2 separate regions of the Choristoneura fumiferana genome follow, and region 2 is linked to region 1. Evidence: chromatin contacts called from public Hi-C data. All regions are on one chromosome and are shown on one strand. The core of a region is the stretch at or near the end of the contact, and the rest is flanking DNA. Distances in the headings are between cores, read along the strand shown.

Region 1 (5,321 bases), core at 946-3,445:
ATTACCTAGCATGGGTCTTGTTTTTAGGAAAACTCACACCTACCTACGGTAGGTATGTACTTGTACATTTTCAACTCTTTAACTTGGGTTCCTTTCCTTCCCTCCTTTCCAAACATACACGTGCTTTCTAGACATGCATTCTGATGTAACTGGATTCTTTCTTATGAATTAAGATATGCACGAGGAGTCCAATATCTTATCGCCAGTTTCAAGTCAACTAGGCATTCCGTTGTGATTCTATGATAATAACTATTGTGTTCTCGGAACTTGGTTACAGTGGTGAAGATAGCCATGTTATGCAAATAACAGCTTGTAAAAACGTCAAAAACATCCGCAACTGACTCAACGTCAACGCTATTTTCGCAGCGATTGTCTTGTTTTGCGTACAATAGATATTTTCCTGTTTGAATGTGATCCAAGTCTGCTTGTTATATTATGTAGGTTATGTATTAATGATTGTATATTCAGATTTTGTAAAAGGATTTTGTTGAAATTGTCTTGCGATGCCAGCAGTCATGTCTGTAGATGTTACGTACCTGAGATCGAACCGTTACGTTGTCTCATCATCCACTTTTAGAGGTGTGATTTGATATATTTGTGACTCACTCGTCAAGGCATTCCGTAATCTACAAGAGAGGAAATCTCAAATTTGTTGTTTTTTTTCTTGAACTTTCATTCCCTACTCTCCCTACCTAAGATGAAAGTGTAGGAGTACCTATGCTATGTAGGTATATACAGAGCTGTTATCGACATTTTGCCTCTCCCCTCTCCCTGCGTGGGGGATCACCCCGTGACTGGTAGGACCTTGAAGAGCCGCCAAATCAGCTGGTTTTGCTAACTTTTTGGGTATAGAAAATATATTAGTGTAATTCTTAGACGTTTAAACTGACAGGTTTTAAGTGATGCTTTATTAGTTACGAGTGTTACTACTTACAACTTTATGGCCCAAGATAAATTCTTGTTTTTCTACTATGTTCTAAATCACTTGAACCCATTTTGATACAAAGTGGGTTTTGTTTACGCTGTGTTGGTAGTGCGATGCAGACGCAATCCTTCCCATCAGCAGCAACATTATAGTTAGTACCTACTTAAAATAATATTAAGTATTCACTGTTTGAGTCTAGGTTAGGATTATTCACAAACAGCACTTACCCAAACCTTTCAACTACCGCCAATTTCATTGTGAAAAACGCGAGCTAGTATTTTGGAGGTTGTTAGGAGTCTATATCTTTTATTTATTCAGGCACGCACCTTTGCCCGTTATTTTAAGGCGCTAAAGAAACATTCCCTTCATGTCCATGACCACACCCTGCCCCCTGCCCTGTAGCTAGCGGACCCTTTTACAACCGGTATAAAAGGTATGCTTACCATTCGTTGTTTCAGGTACTAGGCAGGCAGGCTTTTATAACCTGCTCAAATATGCGCTGTAAAATTAGAGGAGGAATTTGTGGTCTAGTTAGGACGCTTAGAAGTACCTATTTTAGCGTCGAGTTGAGTGCCAAGATCATCCGAGGGGTTGAAATTTGAAAAGTATAAAGAAATGTCCTGCATGCCGGACTCATTAAAAGCGTTATGCTGAGAGAAAGGTCTTTCATTCAAACCGGTTTATAATATAGTAAACCTATTATTCTTAAGGTGGTTGGATAAATTATAATATAAATAGTTTTCTTGCGTCACTCACTCACTCATATCATTGAATTTTCCAAAAAAATATTTCAAAAATAACAAGGCGTTTGTCTAAAAAATTTAAATTAATTGAGTATGTATTTTAATATTAAGAATCCCTCACATTTCATAGACTATTACTATAGACTAGACTATTTAGGTCTGGCTGTATGTATTTTAAATGTAAGTTGTTTTTTTAAAGCTTGACTACGAAAACATTTGTTAGTAGAGTTCTATTAAAATTTTATCCAAGAATATGTATAGTGGAAATTTAAACAACCTACATGTTTCCAAGGTGAAATTAATGTTCGTTTTACATGCAAACATGTCATTAAGTTAACTATGATATCTGATTTTTGTCGTTTTCTTGTTTCAGGTACAAGTCAAAACCTGCCTATATTAGAAAAGTAATTTCTATTCATCATTCACATAAAAAAAAACACTAATCATCACGTGATTTCCTACCGTTTCAATTATTCATTATCTCATTTGAAACTAATTACTTACATTACCATTTTACGTCCACTATTTTCTACTTTATTTTTTTGTGTAAACGGATCAGGTAGCTAGCGTATTATCACTCGTCACTGTCCGTTCACATCTGTCGAACTTCATACGTGCTGCGGCTCTGACGATTCGGCCGCGACTGCCGGCGAGTTCATTCAACAGGCCACGAGGATGTGGGCGGGGCGAGCGGGACGCGGCGTCATTGGACGGCCGCGCGCCGTGCAATGATGGCCGCCGTCACATTTGGCCAATGAGCGCAGCGCGGGCCGAACGCGCGTCCGTCCGGCGACAGCGCGACGTTGCGAGCTCTACCGTGAAAAAATATCAGATTCGACCTTCTTAGGACCCCCGGTTTTTTTTTTGTTTAGTGGTGTTATCATTCTGGTGCTTTGGTCCTTATCCAGTGATGTGCAGGTGGAGTTTTAGTGTTGTGTGTTGATATGGTGTGGTCGTCGCCTTGCGGGGAGGTCCTCATCGAGTTCTCAAGGTAACCCCATTTGCTTAGTTCACCTACAACGTGGCCGTATGGTAACGTGAGGTTACCCGGGCTTGCTCTGACGAACATATGTATTCTCTTTCTCTTCCGTCAATATCATTCAAACTGGATGGTACTTCCTTGATTTGTTTGCATAGGGCATTACGTTGGCTACTATGAATTGAAGCATCTCATTTATTGGACTAGGTATCAAGTCTAATTACAATCTTCTGAAATAGCAATGTGGATATATCTTATCACTATCGGTATAGCTGTCCGTTGTTGCTAAGCTCGGTTTTGATATCCAAAATGCTGTAGGTTAATGTCAGTAGTTACAAATTCGTAAATTTTTGCTAGGTACTATCTGGCAGTTGAATTGAAATTACAGCTATTTTACTGAATTCCCATTTGAACTTGGAAATTACATCGTGGACATCTTGGTCTTCATTAACCTTGTAAGTGCCAAGTTATCATGTCTCTAGTTAGCAGTTGAGGTGTCGTGATTTTACATTAGTTAATAGGTACATTCCGATCCCCGGAATTATAAAGATAAAACGTAGTCTATGTGTTAGATAAACGTATTAAATTAAATCCGAATTCGTCCAGCTGTTTCATCGTAAAAGACTAATAAAGACACGCATATTCGTAGCATAAGGAATAAGGATAATTTTCGTCAAAAAAAATGTCGTACATTAAGTCTAACAAACTACGGTGGTCTGTCCTAAGTCTAATACACTCGTGGTCACCCTAACAAAACTAAATACTAGCTGTAGCCCTATCTACAGGCTGATGCTAAACAAATGCCGCGCTTAGGGCGTATCGTACTACCTAACACTATCTATGCTATACTGTATACGACCCTACGTATAAACTTAACACCTATAGGTACAGCAGACACGTTTAACAGCTGTGCTGTTATTAACCTTTCAAGAAAGGCAATGTAGCCCTGACATCTAATTATAGCGTTACACACAAATAAACACACCTACACAAGTATGTAGAATGCACTTAGCATCTGATCTTTTATGCATAAGTATCTATTAGGTAGGTCTGTGTAGCTTAGGTATGAGATCTAGGAAAATTGTAAAGATATGGAACCACAATAGCTACGTATTAGAGCCTTGTGGTGATTTAAAATAATTGGCGCTTACGTTCTAAATGTTAAGGGCGTAACCGACATTTGCATGTAGTCGTGCGAGCCTTGTGCAATGTTAATGATTGTAAGTGAATATTTACGTACTCTAGATGTTAAGGGCGTAACCGACATTTGCATGTAAATATTTTTTACTTTATAAGAGACTTCAAAGGTGGTAAAGGTGGTGGTGGTGGTAGGCCTTAGATATAAAAATGAATATACATGACCTGAGACTCATTCACAAATATTCAGGAAATTTACCAAAATTAGGCCAACCACAATACTGCAAATTAAATGCATTTGTGGCTTGACAATGACGCTCACGTTTTTACATGAATAGTATCCAGTGTCTGAAATAGCAAACATTCTTGTTTATAAAATATTAGTCGATAATGAAAAACAAAATTCTTGCCAAGTGGGTTGCTTGTCTCTGCAGCACGTTGTGTCGTTGGTGACTGAAAGCCTTGATACTGATATCTCTGTTATAATATAAAGCTACTAGGTATTTCGTAGTCCGTTCGCACAATATAGCACAGTAACAGAAATTGTGGCTTTGGTGATACGACATTAAAATAAAATGTATACATGTGAGACACATGGAAGACCTACAAATACTGCCATAGCCCACAACGCATATATGTAACTAACACAAACTAAGCCAAAAGATGGGAACACATGTAGAATCTATGTACATACGTAAAAAAGGACTGTTTGTCGCACGTTAACTGAAAAATTTAAACCATGTAATTCTCTTCAATTAAAAACCCAAAAAAATAGCTCAGACATGATTCTTAAGATAAACAAGATTTTCAGTTGCCAAGTAGGTATAATTAAAATTCTTAATAACAGGCTAAGCAGTAAAAACTATATTTGTGCGCTTGAAGGTCAGACGGAGCGGAACTCCGTACGATATCGAGATAGGATCGTACTTGACCGTCGACAAGGACGAACAATATTTACTAAGGTTACTTGGGAAGGTGGAAGAAACGCTCAAAGTACTAGTTTTTTTTTTCAATAAGAACTTTGAGGACGATTCCTTGCTCCGACAATGGGTCCAAGTTTCCTGTAGGTAGGTATTCGTGAGAGAAATACATACGTGTCTGTGGTATTGTCAAACTAAATATTGAACTAGGCTTTTGTAGATTTTTTAATCATTTTCAACAATCACATCTGCTCGTAGCATAAAAAAAAGCTATGAAACGTCACTGCGAAGTAAAAAAAACAATGTATCAAACTTGAAAGTATGGATACATCACGAGACTATTTAAGGCCTAGACCCCAAAAGATAAGATGTTATATGATAATACGCTAAAAACTTGCCATTGTTTTCCACACAACATGTGTTTAATGCGTGTCGGTAAAAATAAATTTATCTAGAACGGCGAGTCGTCGAACCGAGACTTTGCACTGGTGTCTACTGTGTGTACTATTAACTAATCTACCTACTAAAAATAAATGACATTTAGTCTGATCTACGCGCGGCTTCTTCCGATTGGAAGTGTAATTTAGAGTATCTTTCGTAATTGTAGTTTACGTTAT
Region 2 (5,206 bases), core at 1,222-3,721, 150 kb before region 1:
GTCATCAAAAAACTTACAATAAAACTAATTATAATAATAAAGCCCTTCTATTCTGAATTTTCTACAACTTCAGCAGTACATGTTTAAATGTTCTATTCTATATTATGTCTCTGGATTCAGCATGCCTCTTGGCAGCTCCAGGTCTTTCCATTGAGCTCTATCTTCTGCTACCCTAGTCCAGTAAGGTCCCAGTGTTAGGCGGATGTCGTCTCTCTATCTTGTTTTTGGGCGCCCCTTTCTTCTAAAGTCCTCTCTTGGGTACCATAAGGTTACTTGTTTGCTCCATTTGTCCCTTCTGCCGCGCAGCATATGACCCATTCAACCCCATTTCAAATGATTTATGCGAAAAATTATATCTATGGCTTTAGTTATAACAAAACTAATTAGCAACTGAAAATCCAGTAAATCCATAAAAATTACCATTAGCAATGTCCATGTCATCAATAAAGTCCATGAGAGTGGTGAACGCATTACTGACATCCTCTGGCAGGGGCTCCCCGAGTTGTATACCATGGATCTTCTCAGCATCAGACAGGATCTTGATGGAGTCCTGTAGCACCTGAGCCACATCCACTGTCAAACTCCTTAAGGCTTCTTCGAGGAATTTGCGGCGCTGGATAATGGAAACATGATTAGAACAAATTAGAAAATTGAATGATGCCACCCAAATAAAAAAATGGAAACCTCTTCTTTTTCGAAATTAATTAAGTCCATCCATTAGGACAATTCCAGGGTAGGCATGTTACTAGCAGTTAGCTGTATTCTGCCTTTAAAGTATTAGTTCAAACCTATCCTGCAGGAACTATGCAGTTATCTTCCCATGGTCTTAAACTTTTTTCATAACAAATTTCAGTTCAGTAGTTTAAGCATAAAGAGGTATGGTTTATGCCTATCCAATTTATAAGAAGTGTAAACAAACTGATTTCATCAAAATCCTTGTATAAACACACTGGATCGAGTCAATAATACATTTATCTATAATTTGTGTCTTTTAACTAGACTTCTAATCACTTTTTTCATCAAAATTCACTCAATTTAAATATTTCAATATAACTTTAACTTTAGTATTGTATAGAACTACAATCAGTGGAACTACATGAAAAAAAGTAATTCAAATTAAGTGGGCACTTTGTATGAGAATATCAAGCAATATGTTATAGTCAATATAAAAATTAAATGGCGTAAGTATTAACTGAAATGCATCTTAAAAAACATTTTTTCTACAAAAAATGCTCCATACCTCCTCATCCATGGGTCCCAGCTCCGAGGGACCAGGAGCATCTTCAGCCTTCGTTGCTTCCATGGCAAACCTAAGGAGGCCCTGAAAGATAAGTACAGTACAAATATAAAATAAATGCACTAAATAAAAAAAATATGGCAGACCAGAGAATGGGATTCAGCAACTCGGGTTGAGGTGGATCGGGTCATATCATAAAAAACTGAAAATAAACAAATCAACTTCCAAACTTTGAGGCTAAAAATATGGGATGACTGGAGTACTAGTTTTCATTTCCAGGTTTTTTTTATGTATAGTCTCATTTATTTATACCAAACAACTAAATAAATCTATTCAAAGGCAAATTAATAATAAAAATAACTATTGAAATAAAGATGAAGACAAAACAAGTATAAAAGTACTACATAATTAAGATATTTAAAAGCGATTCAAAATGTATGAGTACCTAACTACTTTAATAATGCAACTGTATGCGAGAGGTTCATTTAAAGCATATTACAAAAAATACAGTGGCTAAGCTGACGATTACTAGTTCTGAATAATGCGTAATTAAATACTTACTTGAAGTAATTAATAAACTCAATTAAATGGTACCTGCAAATTCCGAGGCTGACGCGGCTGCTCTGGCAAAGGCTGAGGGTCCTGACTTCTGCTAGGGAACGTAAGGGCTCCCGCAATAGCATTATTTTGCCCTGGATTATTTGCAGACATGTTTTGAATGGAAATTATATGAGAAATATGGAAGGACAGGACAGTTGCTACACTGGGCGAATAATCACAACTGGAGTACAAATGTATTTGGAGGTTAATATTGATGTGAATGATTCATAAAAGTTGATGTAAGTCTTGGAAATTGTTGGATTCTCTGGAGTTCTAGAACACGCACGAACGAAACACCGTGCGTGCTTGTTTTTTTGAGCTGTCAATGTCAAACCGACATTTTAATTTTATAAATTGAGTCCAAGTTGTAATGGACGACGGAAAAAACTTGCTGTATGCTTATTTTTAGTTTATTAAATTAACAAATATTTTTAAGTAACAATATTTTTATTTCATGAAATATCGTCACATCAATTTATAAACTGTACTTAATATTTATGTGCTATGAAGTAGAAATCGGACACATGGACACAAATTAATTACCCGTCAAACTGACTGAATTGAGGTGTATTTTAGACACTTTTCAATAAACACACGTCTGATAATGAGGATGTATGTCACACAAGCGCGAGATATTTTAAGAAAAACCGAAAGCCTCTTTGATCATCCATACGTTCATTTAACTACATTGTCAGCTGGCTGGTTGGCCTGGTTGTACCATGGGTTGTACAGTGGGCGGAGGCGGCTGCAGCAGGGCTACTACGAAACTCGAAACTCGAAGTTCATATCGTACCGTCCCTCTCGCTCTCGTATTAAACCGTATAAGTGTCAGAGGAACAGCACGACACGAACTTCGAGTTTCGTAGTAGCCCTGCAGGACTACAACGAAACTCATAGCTCGTATTTTACTGCAGGGCTACTACGAAACTCGAAACTCGAAGTTCGTGTCGTGCGGTCCTTCTGACACTTATACTATTTAATACGAGAGCGAGAGGGACGGTACGATACGAACTTCGAGTTTCGTAGTAGCCCTGCTGTTCCCTCTCGCTCTCGTATTAAACAGTATGTGTCAAAGGAACCGCACGACACGAACAGAGTTTAGAGTTTCGTAGTAGCCCTACTCATTTACAACACGCATAAATAATGTTACCATTAAAAAATTTGGAAAATCCTAACAAAAAACTAAAATATCTAGGAATTTAGATGAAAGTATCTATTGTAGTTGCTAAAATATCCAAAACGAGCTGACTGCAAAAAAAAATATTGTTTCTTATTGCACCATCCACGCTAACGCCATAGTAGGGGGTCGCAAGACATTTTAATCATTTTATATATAAAATAACTTACCTGCTCCATGATGGGATGGATGGCGTCAATTCGCGCTATTTCAGCAACACTATATATACCTACCTACAATACACTACATTAAGTAATATGTATCATAGAACATTAAATATATTTTTTCAATCAAGGATTATTTTAACATTTAAAATCTTTGAGTATTTATCTAGATAAAATAAAAAATATTTTTAAAATATATGCGTGGCCTCGAATTTTGCTGCCATGTAAAAAGTGTTAACTCTTCCCTCACTACCTATCGCAGCTACCATCTACCTGCCATTGGCAAAGGTCTCGTTACGAAGCCATAAACTCCAAAAAAAAACTACCTGGGGCAACCTACTGTTTGGCATTATACCTACAGCCATCGACATTCGTCATGTTTGGAAAGTCATCGTATTTCCAACTGTCATATTTGGTAAAGGTCTCTACCCATTTCACCATATCATATCATGACCGTAATAGTATCTTGTCAAGCAAAAATATATTCTTTGTATCGAGAAGTGTGAGATTATGCCCACTAGCAAGTTTCGTAACCAACCGTCGCCATCTCGTGTCATGTATGCATTTGACATTCCGTTCCTCACACGTTCCTATTACGGTCATGGCATGATATGGGGTAGTGGGTAGAGACCTTAATAAAGGTAAGGTTTCTTCGTTCCTGATACATCACTGACGTAGGTACTGTTTAATGAAAGTTCAAAGTATTCAGACGTTTCCAGATAAATGATAACTCCAGACTCCACGCGGATCATGGCATCGCTACAACGCTTTGCTGTTTTTTCCTCACAAATTATTCTGCTTACACTTGCCACCACCAGAGGGCGTTGTAAAAAAACGACATCCGTTACCTTTGCGCTCCTGGACGAATTTGTAATTTTTGTTGAAAATAAATCTAATATCTATAGAATCTGCATAATATATACTGAACAAGATTAAGACAAAAAAATATTGGGATGTCACTCCTAAATTTTCAGTGTCACTGTATAATCGTAGTTCCTGATTTTATTTTTAAATCGTAAATACATAAGTATTTGTTTTTAATATAACTTGCAAGCAGCAGACTCTTATACCACACGACACACAGTTTTACCTCTTGAAGTGTAAATACTTCGAGACCTTATTGTCTAACACACTTGTAATCGTTTTCACCACTTATTTCTGTCACGCGGTGTAATACGTCAGAAAGAGATGGTGAATGCGATTTCGAATATCAGCGCGTTAGACTGAGGATTTTTCGACGGGCGAAATATCGCTAGATGGCGTTAGTATCATAAGGTCCGTTTGACGTTTCAGTCTTGCTTGCGATTGGCTCATTTAGTTATTTAACCAATCACGAGCGCGACGCACATATGTCAAAGTTGTCAGACGGACTTCACGTTACTGGCGCCATCTAGCGATATTTCCCATATCGAAAAACCCTCATTCATCCTGTGTGAAACCAACGCCGTTAGAAATGCCATCTCTCAACAGCACGAAATATTGTTTGCTTCCCGTAATAGCAAACAAAACAATCTCAAGTACCGAATCAGATGCTGACAATATCTGTCAACATGCCGCTGTTTATCACATCATAATCCCAGATAGCGATACGCTATCAGTTAGATAAATTGCTGAGGCGCGAATCTCCAATAACAAGCGCTGGGGCCATCACTCGAATGGAACATAACAAGTAGTTAAAACATATTGAACGATCTAGAAACTTACGGATTGAAAACAAAAAGGTAGGTTTAATAAATTTTATCGGTAAGTTACTTTATGACTTTTTGTGTCAGTTATGGTATAAATTTAATTTGAATACCACGACGTGAACTATCCTCGTCTAAACCTTTTTATGGAGTGATTATTACGCTGGCACAGCAATTTGTAATTTATTTTTCGTTACCTAGTAATTTGTGGGTGTGAACGAATATAGTATACTTGTGTGTGTGTCTTGTGTCTTGTGTGACGACTATGATGCCACTAAGAAGGAACGAAGGAAGGAAAACATTTATGCGTGACATTACGAGAACATGGAGAAAGTAAAAATAC

What was found. Hi-C and Micro-C count contacts between places; a contact is called where the count stands out from the background.
Region 2: a contact with region 1 is called in a Hi-C map of whole pupa, with 2.9 times the contacts expected there. The contact joins the promoter of LOC141430925 here to the promoter of LOC141430929 in region 1. A contact is called at or near these places in 2 of 2 Hi-C or Micro-C datasets (both in whole pupa).

The regions. Positions count from the first base shown.
Region 1 is chr9:1,532,733-1,538,053 of NRCan_CFum_1, reverse strand. It overlaps LOC141430929, which reads right to left and starts at 2,195. Exons shown (of 5, transcript XM_074091818.1): 1 at 2,173-2,195. The coding sequence starts at 2,180. Smr (nuclear receptor corepressor smrter) reads left to right here and starts at 2,450. Exons shown (of 39, transcript XM_074092506.1): 1 at 2,450-2,659. The coding sequence starts at 2,613. LOC141430936 (a long non-coding RNA gene) reads left to right here. Exons shown (of 3, transcript XR_012451682.1): 3 at 1,384-1,504.
Region 2 is chr9:1,684,364-1,689,569 of NRCan_CFum_1, reverse strand. It overlaps LOC141430925 (hsp70-binding protein 1), which reads right to left and starts at 2,471. Exons shown (of 6, transcript XM_074091813.1): 1 at 1,832-2,471; 2 at 1,241-1,321; 3 at 421-613. The coding sequence starts at 1,948. LOC141430934 (a long non-coding RNA gene) reads left to right here and starts at 4,144. Exons shown (of 2, transcript XR_012451680.1): 1 at 4,144-4,899.